2 separate regions of the Mus musculus genome follow, and region 1 is linked to region 2. The links are chromatin contacts, called in public Hi-C maps. All regions are on one chromosome and are shown on one strand. The core of a region is the stretch at or near the end of the contact, and the rest is flanking DNA. Distances in the headings are between cores, read along the strand shown.

Evidence for each region. A called contact is a pair of places that touch in the nucleus more often than the background predicts.
Region 1: a Hi-C map of extraembryonic endoderm stem cells shows a contact between it and region 2, with 2.1 times the contacts expected there. The contact joins two enhancer-like sites. A contact is called at or near these places in 5 of 484 Hi-C or Micro-C datasets (extraembryonic endoderm stem cells and uterus), 2 of 115 datasets of contacts at active chromatin or transcription factors (extraembryonic endoderm stem cells and trophoblast stem cells) and 1 of 9 other capture datasets (embryonic tail).

What each region holds. Positions count from the first base shown.
Region 1 is chr8:89,369,754-89,375,372 of GRCm38.p6, forward strand. No RefSeq gene overlaps it. Among named protein-coding and RNA genes, the nearest start is that of Gm35593, 55 kb to the right of the region's middle. Within about 2 kb of position 1,863, at least 10 of the 459 cell types and tissues checked have an H3K27ac peak or open chromatin away from gene starts, as enhancers often do. A contact at or near this core is called in extraembryonic endoderm stem cells, where this site is marked.
Region 2 is chr8:89,139,447-89,145,304 of GRCm38.p6, forward strand. Gm35305 (a long non-coding RNA gene) reads left to right here. Exons shown (of 3, transcript XR_003947576.1): 2 at 2,218-2,356; 3 at 2,460-2,978. Among named protein-coding and RNA genes, the nearest start is that of Gm35358, 12 kb to the left of the region's middle. Within about 2 kb of position 2,610, at least 25 of the 459 cell types and tissues checked have an H3K27ac peak or open chromatin away from gene starts, as enhancers often do. A contact at or near this core is called in extraembryonic endoderm stem cells, where this site is marked.

The sequences.
Region 1 (5,619 bases), core at 613-3,112, 230 kb after region 2:
GACAAGACTTAATAATTCTGGAAACCACAAGAGCCATCATTATTAGAGATTTACAAGGATGAAGGATACCAGAGTCTCTTTGCTTCCTAGTTGACTTCATATGGCTTCAGTGATGGTTTCCTACCCCTTTGATTGATGGCCATAATTTCCACCCATCTTCCTCGGACAGCAGATGTCTTCCATTCATTCTTGCTGCTGAACAAGCCAAGCTATAGCATCTTCTGGGTGCTGGGTCAGGTCCTCCACCTTCACACATAGTTTTGCCCACCCTGTATTTTCATGCAATGCACTGATTGACTCTTCTCAGTTTCCCTCAAACATTCAGCTTCCAAGCAGGTTCCGTGCCAGGATAGTGGCAGAGAGAGCCCCTTCCAAACCATGCTTCAAGCCCGTAGGTAACGAACGCACTGGTGTGCTCATGTGGCCTTTCACCAGCCAGAATTTGCATCTCCAGAAGTGGGCTTGTACCACTTTGCGCAAGGCAGCGTGCTGAGCAGCTGCTGGGGTTATGTCTTTGCAAGGGTAATCAAGTTAAACTGTCTCCTGAGCTTTTTCTCAGATAGCAAGCGCTTGGGGGTCCTTCAAACAGGTGCCTGCCTTGCTTCTCACATTACAGCTGAAGTGGTGCCAGTCACAGTTTTGTTTTGTTTTGTTTTGTTTTGTTTTGTTTTGTTTTGTTTTGTTTTGTTTTGTTTTGTTTTGTTTTGTTTTGTTTTGTTTTGTTTTGTTTCAAGACAGGGTTTCTCTGTGTAGCCCTGGCTGTCCTGGAACTCACTTTGTAGACCAGGCTGGCCTTGAACTCAGAAATCTGCCTGCCGCTGCCTCCTGAGTGCTGGGGTTAAAGGCGAGCACCACCACGCCGGGCAGTCACAGTTCTTTGAAAGGAGATCTTCATTCCTTTTAGGACTTGAAAGGTTGAAATCAAAATCAACCAGTACTTCTATTACTACTGCCATCTCTTCCTCTTCTTGCCCCCTCCTCCTCTTCCTCTTTTCCTTCTCTTTCCTGCTTCCTCCTCTTCTTGCCATATTCAAAAAAGATGAAATGCTATAAGATAATTTCAAATGTACAAAGTTGCGTGTCAAACTCAGCACAGCAAAGCAACACATGAACTATGTGCACAGAGACACAGACACCGAAGCGATGCTGCGAGCCGACATTCACATATGACATGAACACCTTGCTTTTGAAGAACGGGATGAAGAGGAGGCTCTCTGCAGATGTCTGTGTCTCCAGCTCAGCCAGATGGTCTTGTCTGTGTCCTCTTCTGAAACAATACCTCCCCTCCTCTCCCCCCTCCCCATCCCTATGTAATCCCTACCATGCAAGACCTCAGCCTGTTCCCTCTGTACTTAGCTCACCCCCTTGAGGGGCATAGTACGCCACCTTTCCTTTTAAAAACTTCTCCAAGACAAACTCCACTTGCAATCAGAATATTCTTTACTGGTTTGGAATAAGCCGCAAAACCAAAGCCTGGTTTCTCCTCTCTCCTCTTGAGCCATCTCGAAACCCACCCCAACACCTGCTTGCTCTTGGTTCTCAACTTGGTCCTCCCACCACACCCAGAGTTCCACACTGAAACCTACCTCCAGCTCTCTGTCTCTGCCGTCCCCTTCCCGCCGCACATTTGCACAGACTTATTTCATAAAAATGTCAGCTGTTAAGTTAGGATTATTTAGGGGGCCTTGGGTTTTAGTTCCCGAGTGCAACCTAAGCTGGATCCTCGAAGGCCTGACAAGAAGCCCTGGTCTGTATAAAACATGACCCACAGAGGCACTAAATAAATAACCTGGCTGTGGGCTCCTAGGCCTCTATTTATCACCGAGGCAATGATAAGGATCTGATTTAGAGTGAACCCTGCTGAGGGTCGAGCCGGCACAAGCTGTAATATGATCTGCAGGGGAGAGGCCCGATAACCTTAAACAATGCGAAGAAACCCTGTCAGATAAATAAAACAAACTGTTTGTCCATTAAATAGTGCTGTCAGTAAGAGAACGGGGAAGCCAAACATGGCTAAATCCAATTCTTTTATGGCTCCACAAAGCAAGAAACATCCTAACCAAGCTGGGGAATAAGTTCCCCCCAGAGCAGACTGGGGGCTGGGGATCTGATTATTGACAGGGGAGGAGAGAACAGAGTTTTGATCCAGGGCATGCCCTATGCCCTCTGCCGTCCACCGACTTTGCTGTTCTGCTCTGCGCAATGGCTTCTCAGTGTGCTGATCCAGCCCACCCTGCTGGCTTGTTGATGTGGACCCACTAGGTAACCCTGGCCAAAGAATTCTGAAGAGATCAGGGCAGGATACTCAGAAATGCTAGTGTCTAGGTGATCAGGGCCGGCACTGAAGGGCTTGCCAAGGGCAGAACCAGAGGTGGAGGAGCTCATGTCAAAGGACAACCTGCCACTCAGCCTTGTCAATCAGGCTGCCTTAAAATACAGCCCATTGCTGTTAAGTGTGTTCAAAGACCAAGATGGGAATTTGAATGTGAAATCTCAAGAATCCACATGGAAGTGTGAGATTTCTAATAATGTTCCATGTTGGCATAGAATATTCTAGAATAATTCCATGTGTGGTTAGTTGAAAGCTATGTGGGTTTGTTACAGCTTACGGACTGCAGTCTTTGGACTAGTGAAAGCAAGGACAAATGTTATTCTGATTGTCATCATGAAACTGCTGTTCACATCCTGGGGACACAAAGGACAGAGACACTTGTGCCTGTCCACAATCTCTCAGGCATACCCACCCACATATGTTTCTCCCTTCCAACTTTCTGATAGAATCCACCCAGTATGCCACTGCACATGACACAGAGTCGTCCCATGACAGAGAATTTCTGCTATTGGCTTCCTGCAAACTGTTCCCGAGATGTTCGCCTCTGCACAGAGAACTCTGATCTCTCTTTCTTTGCTAGTGTTTCTCAATAGCAATTGAACAGGGACTGAGTGTCCGTAGGTTCTCTTCAGGCTCAAGGCAATGCCATCATGGCCCCACAGTTTAGGCAACACAGGGGACAGTGCCAAATGGGCCCTCTGATTCTTCCGATCTATGTGAATCCGAGTCTAATCTGTGTTCTTGAAGAAACCCAACCATGAAAGTGGTCAACATGGCCAGATCAGGTTTTCAGCAGAGATCCAGAGAAGATGCTCAACTTCCCAACAGGCACAGGTTGCTTTGGCAGGATATTGGCTGGTTCTCAGTACAGGTCAGAGCCACCAGTGAGGCTTGCTCAACAGGAATATTCCACGACCTTTTCCTGGCAGGCCCAGCTGGGTATGACCCAGGGACATTTATCCCTGTACACTACATCACTAGAGAGTCTGGGCTATTTCTACTTGCTGATTTAATGAGTGTTAATTTTTGATTTCATTAAAGCCAGTGTTCCTAGACTTGTTTGCCTGCCAGATTCGTAAGAACATTCGCCAACTGTGACTCCTCAGGGACCCTCTAGAAGACAGACTCTGTTTACAAAAGGGGTTGGATTTTGATGTGCCCATTGTGAGCATGGAAACAGAGAAGCCCTTGTCTCTTTGCTATGATCTAGAGAAGTAGGTCTTCTCCAAACCTTACAGATGGTAAAACTTACTTCTGGAAACAGAACATGACCATAATTTTAGATTCAGGACAAGATTGGGTTTCCACGAGGTTGTTATCACCATAGGTGTCTGCGACAGGTTCTGCAAGTTACTCTCTCTTTTCATGTCACCTATTATGATTTCAAATTCGTTTTGGGAAGGAGAGGAGGAATATTTATTTGCACGGAATTATATATTTTCCCAGTATTTGATATGAATTATTTAATTACTCTGCCACCTGTCCCTTCATCAAGCCAGAATCAGGGTCTGCATTGCCTTGTCTTTGAGATGGCTCTTGGTAGGACTTTGTGGCTTTAGGTCACACTATCTGTTCACTGAGAACCCTTATGTAACAATGATCAAGAATTAATTCTAGGTGGAAAAGCAGGTCCCAGGGATTGAGGGAGAAGTAGATGGAATCTCAGAACAGAAACTAAACGGATTGACAATACAGAAATTTGAAAAGATTTTCGTAATAATTTTTAAGTTAGGATGTTGGATATGCAGTCTTTAGTTTTACCATAAATGGAATACTGGCTTAGCAGTTTACAGGTGGTGTGGCTGGATTTGGGGGGCATATATTTGTGATCTTGGCACTTGGGAAGTGATCTTTGGAGTCTACGAGTTCAAGAGCAGACAGTGAAATATAATAAGTCCTGATCTCAAAACAGCAACAAGCATCACACACACACACACACACACACACACACACACACACACACACACACACACACACACACAGGTAATTTGTACATGGAGAATGGTTTCTTCATATTTAAAGGATTCCCTATGTGAATACAATTCTAAAGTTGTTTAAGAAAATAAAAATACAATGTAAAGTGGCTAAGAAAATTGTCTTAAAAGAGGCATATCTAGGCTAATGTGAGTGTAAATCCCAGGAATGTAAACGACTTCGGGTCTGACCTAATCCAGAGCTTCAAATGATAGCACCAGAATCTATTCCTTTGCTTCATCTTTCCTGCTGACTTTACTTCTGATGAAAGTCTCCTCCCCCATATCATAGCTCCCAACCTACCTCCTGCCAATCAGACAACACTCCTGTTGACCTGGCCCACTTTCTTATTGGCTGGAGACATGTGCACCTCCTTGCCCCACCCCTCATTATACAGGATGATGATTATCTGTGCTGGACAGGCAGTATTGTTAAAGACCATGGGGGACTGAGTCTGGTGCAAGAATGGATGATGGCTATTTTCTACCAAGAGAGACAAGATGTATGCAAGGAACGAAATCAAGATAGTTTTCTCCTTTCTGTCTCATATTAACTCATTAAGGTAAGAAGTCAAAACACTGAAATGGACACTCACCAGCAAGAAGGGTGAAGACAAGGCCTCTCTCTGCACTTGTGAGATGTCTGACTTGGGATTGTTCTTGGGAAGGCTGCTTAAGTTTTTGTTTTCTTTTAAGAACCTAAAGTAACTAAGCCTGGCTAATAAAGTGTTTGTCTAGTACATTATGGAAGTCTTGAGAGACTATTGAATCAATTAGAATGATTTGTAATTAGCACACCAACCTAATGACAGGGTTTCTCTAAATTGCTAGAAAATAGTTTGGTCTTTTAAAGGACTTGCAATGCCCCTCTTGTGAGCTCATTTATATTAGTGATAGGCTTATTAGTTTTTTAAGAAATTGTAGAAGATAAATTTTGTCCAAATTTTCTGCATGAATGGTTCTAAATTATGAATTAAGTGGCTTTGAATAATGGCTGCTGTTGTATCAAGTAGAAAACTTCCCATCTTTGTAGAAAATGATTCAAAAAATCCTCTTGAATGGAATAACACAAAAAGCATCTTCGAAAATTCTAATCTCAAAAAATAACGTTAGATTCTGAAGCCCTGTCAGCTGGTGATGCCAGAAAGAATAGATCTGCCACCGCGGGCACCATTCTCACAAACCTACCGATGACACAAGTGCAGAAAAGTGTAAAATATTTTCTTGCTTTGTTGGCCTCTGTTCTAGTTTGCATCCTATTGATGTGATAAAGACCCTGACCTAAAGCAACTTAGGGAGGAAAGGAGTGATTTC
Region 2 (5,858 bases), core at 1,360-3,859:
ATCTTTGGTCTTTGAGGTCCATTTGTTGGGACTTGACATGACTATTTTTATCTTTTAACGAGGGAGATAGACTATGCTTTTTCCAAGGTTCAGAAGGTGGGAAGTTTTCCCCCAAATAAAAGAAATTTATAAACTGGATATTCCAAAAACTAGCCATTAAAAAATTTTGACTGTGGAGCCATCATGGTGACACATGGAGCTATGAGGCAGGTAGGTGGGAAGTTTAAGGCCAGCCTAGGCTTTATAACAAGACCTTGTCTAAAAAAATGAAATCAAATTAAAATAAGAAAACAATCCTTATAAAAAGCTGAGAATTCCATAGGATGCTGTCCAGCATACATACCCATCTTAGGTAGAGTTTCAGGTTCTGTAATAAAACACTAGGACCACGGACAACTGGAGGAGAAAGGGTTAATTTTTATCTTATACATCACATTGCTACCACAGCCCCCAGTATTTCCAAGTTATCACTTCAAGGTAACAGGTCGTCAATGAGGAAAACCAGGGCAGGAACTCAAGCAGAGGCCATGAAGAAACACTGCTTGCTGGCTTTACTTCCCATGGCTTGCTCAGCCTGCTTGGCACTGCCCATAGCAACCTAGGTTCTCCCACATCAATCTTTAACCAAGAGAATGTGCCAGAGGCTTGCCTACCTGCCAATCTGGTGCAGCCTTTTGTCAACCGAGTTACTGAGGTTCTCTCTTCTCAAATGATTGTAGCTGTGTCAAGATGACGTAAAAGTAGGCAGCACACATCCCTTCTTTAGTCTTCCCAGAAGTCCAGTGAGAATGGTACTATTATTACCACCCCATGCTAACAGGAGGAAACAGAATCCGGAGAGATGAGCCCTAGGAATGAGATCACAGAAACCCCCGACTAAGTGCTTATATGATGGGATGAATTTACCCCAGAACCACAGCTCCAGCAACTTTGGAGAATATTTCTAGAAGCACAGTGTCTCTCTGTGTCTTATGTGTCTCTCTGGACCGGAATAGACTTTTCTTGTCATTCTTCCTTAAGCAGCCCAGAGTGGAACGTTTTACAGAGCAGTTGTCACATCAGGTGCTATAAGCCACCTAGGAAGATGTTCCTAGGCTATGGGCAAATACTGCTATGTTACAGGTGAGGCCCTGGCACCTGAGGAGTTGAGAATACTGAGGTAATGAACCAATAACCCTCCGGGATACTGAAAGGAGACGGTATTGGAAGCACTAATGGTGGCTTTGTTGGCTACTTCCAACTCACCAGAATGGGCATGTCACACAGGATGTCAATGGTGTCCTCCTCTCAGATCTAAAGAGACTGCATTCCAAGTGACTCCAGTCTGAGATCTCTTTCTAGGGAGTCAAAGCAGCAGGCAAGCTGTTTCCAGCGCACTTGGCTGTTGACCTGTAACCCATGGTTAAAAAAGAATATGATCGGGGAAGCTATTCCCTCCCTCTTTAGTTTTGTAGGAACTTTTCTCCACTTAATGCAGTTATGTTGCTTATTGTAAAAATCACATCTTCTTTAATTGGGCGTTTAACAATCCTAGGAAGTAGAGAATGGGGAGATAGTGTTGCTTTAATGTTATATTTTCATTTGAGTTTCCTGCAGTCTGGTAGGGAAGGACAAAGCTGAGTCCTGTGAGCTTCCCTCTCTAAGAAAGCCAGGCAAAGTGTAAATTAGGATCGTGGGGACCCTGGCTCCCAGGTGGCATTTTTTTTCACTATGTAGTAGTTCCCTTATTCAGGGGATGCCTGAAACTACAAAGAGTAAAAACCCTACATGTTTTCCACACTTAAATCTTCAATAAAGGTTAATGTATAAATCAGGTCTAGTACAATGTTAGTAATAATAATTAATAATAAAATAAACCAGGGCCAATGAGATGACTTAGCAGATAAAGATGCCTGCTGCACTGCCAGGGATCTGAGCTCCATCCTAGAATCCATGTGGTGGAAAAGAAAAAGTGACCACTGCACAGGAGCCATGCAAACAAATTTAAAAATAAAATTGATAAAAATTCTTTCAAACTCATGAATTACTTATTTCTGGAATTTTCCACCTGCTACTATTGGACTCTATATGACAGGAGTCCGTCAGGAGTATCTGAAACTGAGAAGCAAAGTCACGGACCAGAAAAAAATCATGGAATTAATTTTTTTTTATTTCTGATTATTCTCTTTTCATGGTCATGCTCACGTGGTGATATGCTGCTTTAATGTGTTTATCTAGCCTGCAGGTCAAGTTCAGCCTCTCTGTCCACCTTCTGCGAGTGCTCTCCAGCCACTACACACAGGGCAGTCGGTACGTAGTTTCTGCACGTGAGCGAGCTCAGCAGATCTCTTTTCACCAGCCCTGCCTTACAGAGAGGGTAAGCTACAGCCACCCCAGGTTCAGAGCTCTCTAATTTAACCAGCAGCCAGCAGCTCCAGTTTGTCACCCTTCCACCATTCTCTCTGCTCCCTTGTCCCCAGACAGCTCCTGGGAACACCCTGTTGGGACATGAGATGCACACACTGGTGGCCGGCTGTCCAAGGAAACAACTGTAGCTCCTGCCACACACTGTGCTGCTTGCTCCTCTGCTCCCAGAGGAATCCATTGCCTTTTGGATAGAGTCAAAGTCCTTCCCAGGTCCCAGCCCACAGGCCCTGCCCTCCCCTTCACTGCCCTCTCTTCCCAACACTCCCCTCCCCCCATCTCCTCCATTCATAGCTCTTGTATTGGAACTTGTTTCTTTCTAATTGCTCCAGCTTCCTTGGCTCTTTCTGTACTTCACATGTGCTCCTTAGGTGCCCACCTCCAGACCTCAGCCATGGCTTGTCCTCCTCTTGGACCCACCCCTAAGCAGCCAGCTCAGGTCCCCTCTCAATTGTTCTCAGCACTGTTTCTAAACTAATCTCCCCACATCAGCTCCCTAACCACAGCTCATGTTGTTCCATGATTTCAGTAGTATTGGTGGTGCCCATTTCTCTGAGTACCTGTTTGTTTGTTCACCAGGCAATGTAAATTCCTTAGGGGGTAGGGGGTGGGGTGGAGCTCACGTTTTGTTCATTATTACTGTGTGCTTTGCTCCAGAGCAGTGCCTGGCACATAGGCGATGCCGAATGTGTGGCATGAATGCATAAAAGTCTATGATCAGTCAACATTTATATGCAAGATGTATGGATGGACCCTGCCCAGATAAAGACATCTTTATATCAACGTAAAGTTTGAAGACATAGCAATGCATTGTTTGATCCTGAACTGTAAGGATACAATGCTATAAAGATAGCTATGTTTATATCTGTAGTGCTTCCAGATTAAAGGCCAAACAATGGCCAGTAGTCAGAGCAGCTCAGAACAATGAGAAAGCTGTTTACAGTTTCCTAGTGGCTCAAACTGGTTGCCTGGGTTCCATTTCTCCTTAAGCAATATTAACCCTTTGTGGGATCGCTAAAGCAGTATGGCTGGCTGACTCTTCTCTGTCTGGTGGGGCAGAATCTAGACATGGGGCCCAGATTTACAAGTAGCTTTTGACATAACTATCATTCAATTAGCCTGGCTCGCGTCTCCAGACTGCACCTGTGTGGCCACTGGACCAGAACAAGCCTGATGGCCCAGGCCATGCCTTACCTGTTAGAGCCTCTCAGGGCAATGCTGAGAGCTGCCCTGCCCATTTCCATGGCTGTCAGCCTATGCCATCCCTTTGCCCCCTGCTAACAGGAGCTGCTCTTGGCCCACAAGTCTTGTTTCAATCAGGGCAGAAATATATCCTTTCCCAAATCGGGGCTGGCCGCACACCCATTCAGGTGCGCTGTTGGGCACGCCATCTAATCTTGTGCAGCTGACTGCCCGAAGAACTTTTTTTCATTATTTGCATCCCAGGTGGGCAGCATTGGCAGACTGAAGAGCCTGGTTGGAGATAACTGGTGCAGAGTGGGAGTGGGAGGTTATCCTAATCTGGAGAACTGTGTGAGCCAAGCCATCCATCAGGTGGGGACCCTGGTCGGAGCCTCACTGCCCCTGAAGCCCTCCTCTGGTCCACAGGCTTCCCATTTCTTTGCACCCTACCACATGACTCCTTTCAGCCCCTCTTGAGGGAGAAGGGATTTTAGTCTCTGGCTTAGAGGCCGTCTTCCACCACTGAGAAGATGGGGGTGCCCTTACGGGAGTGTCTTTTTACCCCCAAAGCTCCTCAGACCCTTCTGCTAGGAGAAAACGCCTTTTCTGCCCCTCTAAAGCCACTTCCGGAGGCAAAGCTTCAGGAAGAGAAGAGAAGGAGAGCAGATGTCAGCCGAGACACCCAGCCATCGATCTACTCAGTGCTTGTATTTTCCTACCAATTTTGTATTTTTCAAAAAGGACAATAAAACAATTGTACTCTGGGCTAATTAATGACAAGCTGGTAAAAGCGGCCTCTCATTGTTCCATTTATTTCTCCATTTCTCCCAGTTAACAGCCCTGTCTCCGAAATGAATCAATGTCGTTTACACAATGCTGTCACACCATTGTTCCTTTATCATCCTCCATTTTCATAAATCGGGGTGTTAATCCCTTAATGGCTTTTCTCAGCACTTAAAAAAAAAAAGAGAGAGCAGGGAAAGAAAAAAAATATCTAGCTTCAACTCAGTCTTAATCCACCCAGAGACAAAGCCTGTTTACACAGGCGGCCCTGCCCTGAATTCAGCTCAGGGATTTAGCCCCTTCTGTTTGTTGGCCAAACAGGATCCCCCACCCCACCGGGACACGCCCCTATCCAGTGGGGTCCTCCCTAGAGGTGCCTTCAGATGAGGCCTCAAATTTGGCCCTGCACCTAAGTGGGTGCAAGACTAGAGGAAAAGGAGTTGGGGTTTCCTGGCCTCCTTCCTCGCTTCCCAGGTTGGAAGGCAGTGTTTCAGTACTGTGGGGTCCCTGGGTAAGCAAGGTCCACATCATCTAGGCACCCGGGAAGAAGCTGGTCCTCCAGATGACTTCTAATGCACCCCAACGTTGAGACCTGCACGCCCAGACCATCCATTTCATTCTCAGCTTAAGCAGAGTAAATGCGGAGAGACTCCCTCTGATCCAAAATGCTTCTGTCAGAAGTGCTTCGGTTTACGGACGTTTGTGGGTTGAGGGATATTTGTACATACTTCATGCCACATCTGGGGGAGCAGACCCAGGTGTGAACGCCAAATTTATGTGTCAAATATACCTTACACACACACAGCCTGAAAATCTTTCATACACAGTTTTTAGTGTACTTCTTCTGTGACTATCACACATCTATGAGGCCAGGTGTGGGATTTTTCACATGTGGCATTGTAGCAATCTCAAAAAGGGGGGCTTGGAGTTTTTGGTTTCTTTTCTGATTACAGATGTTCAATCTGTATATAAAACTAGATCATTTCAGTGAGTAACTATTGTCTGGCTTCTGATATGTTTGGCACAACAAGGCTAAGTGACATCGTTAGAACTGGTGCTTCCAAGAAGATCCCAGTCTACTGAACCCTGCCAGGCTACCACTAAGATCAGCAAAGTGGTGGCCATCAGTATAAGTCAGAATGGAGGCATCAAGAATTTCCCATCATCAGCTGGGACAGGCTCATTCCCCGCTTCAGCATGATTGCTAAGCACCAAAGGTACTTGCGGTTGTTGGATGGAGAGAGAGAAAATGAGAAAGAGCCAAGGCCTTGGCCACGGCCTCCTGCTCAGAAACCTAGGTTCTCCATGATGAGGGCACATTATGTTTCATCACTCAGTGAGTGAACTCTTGTCCTCAAAGGGCACAAAGCTCAGGGAGTGCACAGATCACTTGAAAACCTCCTTGAAGGCTCTGATAGCTTGTCTGAAATTGCACGAGAAGGTACAGTCACTATAGTTTTAGGTGGTGAAATAGACCTGGCAGGGGCTGC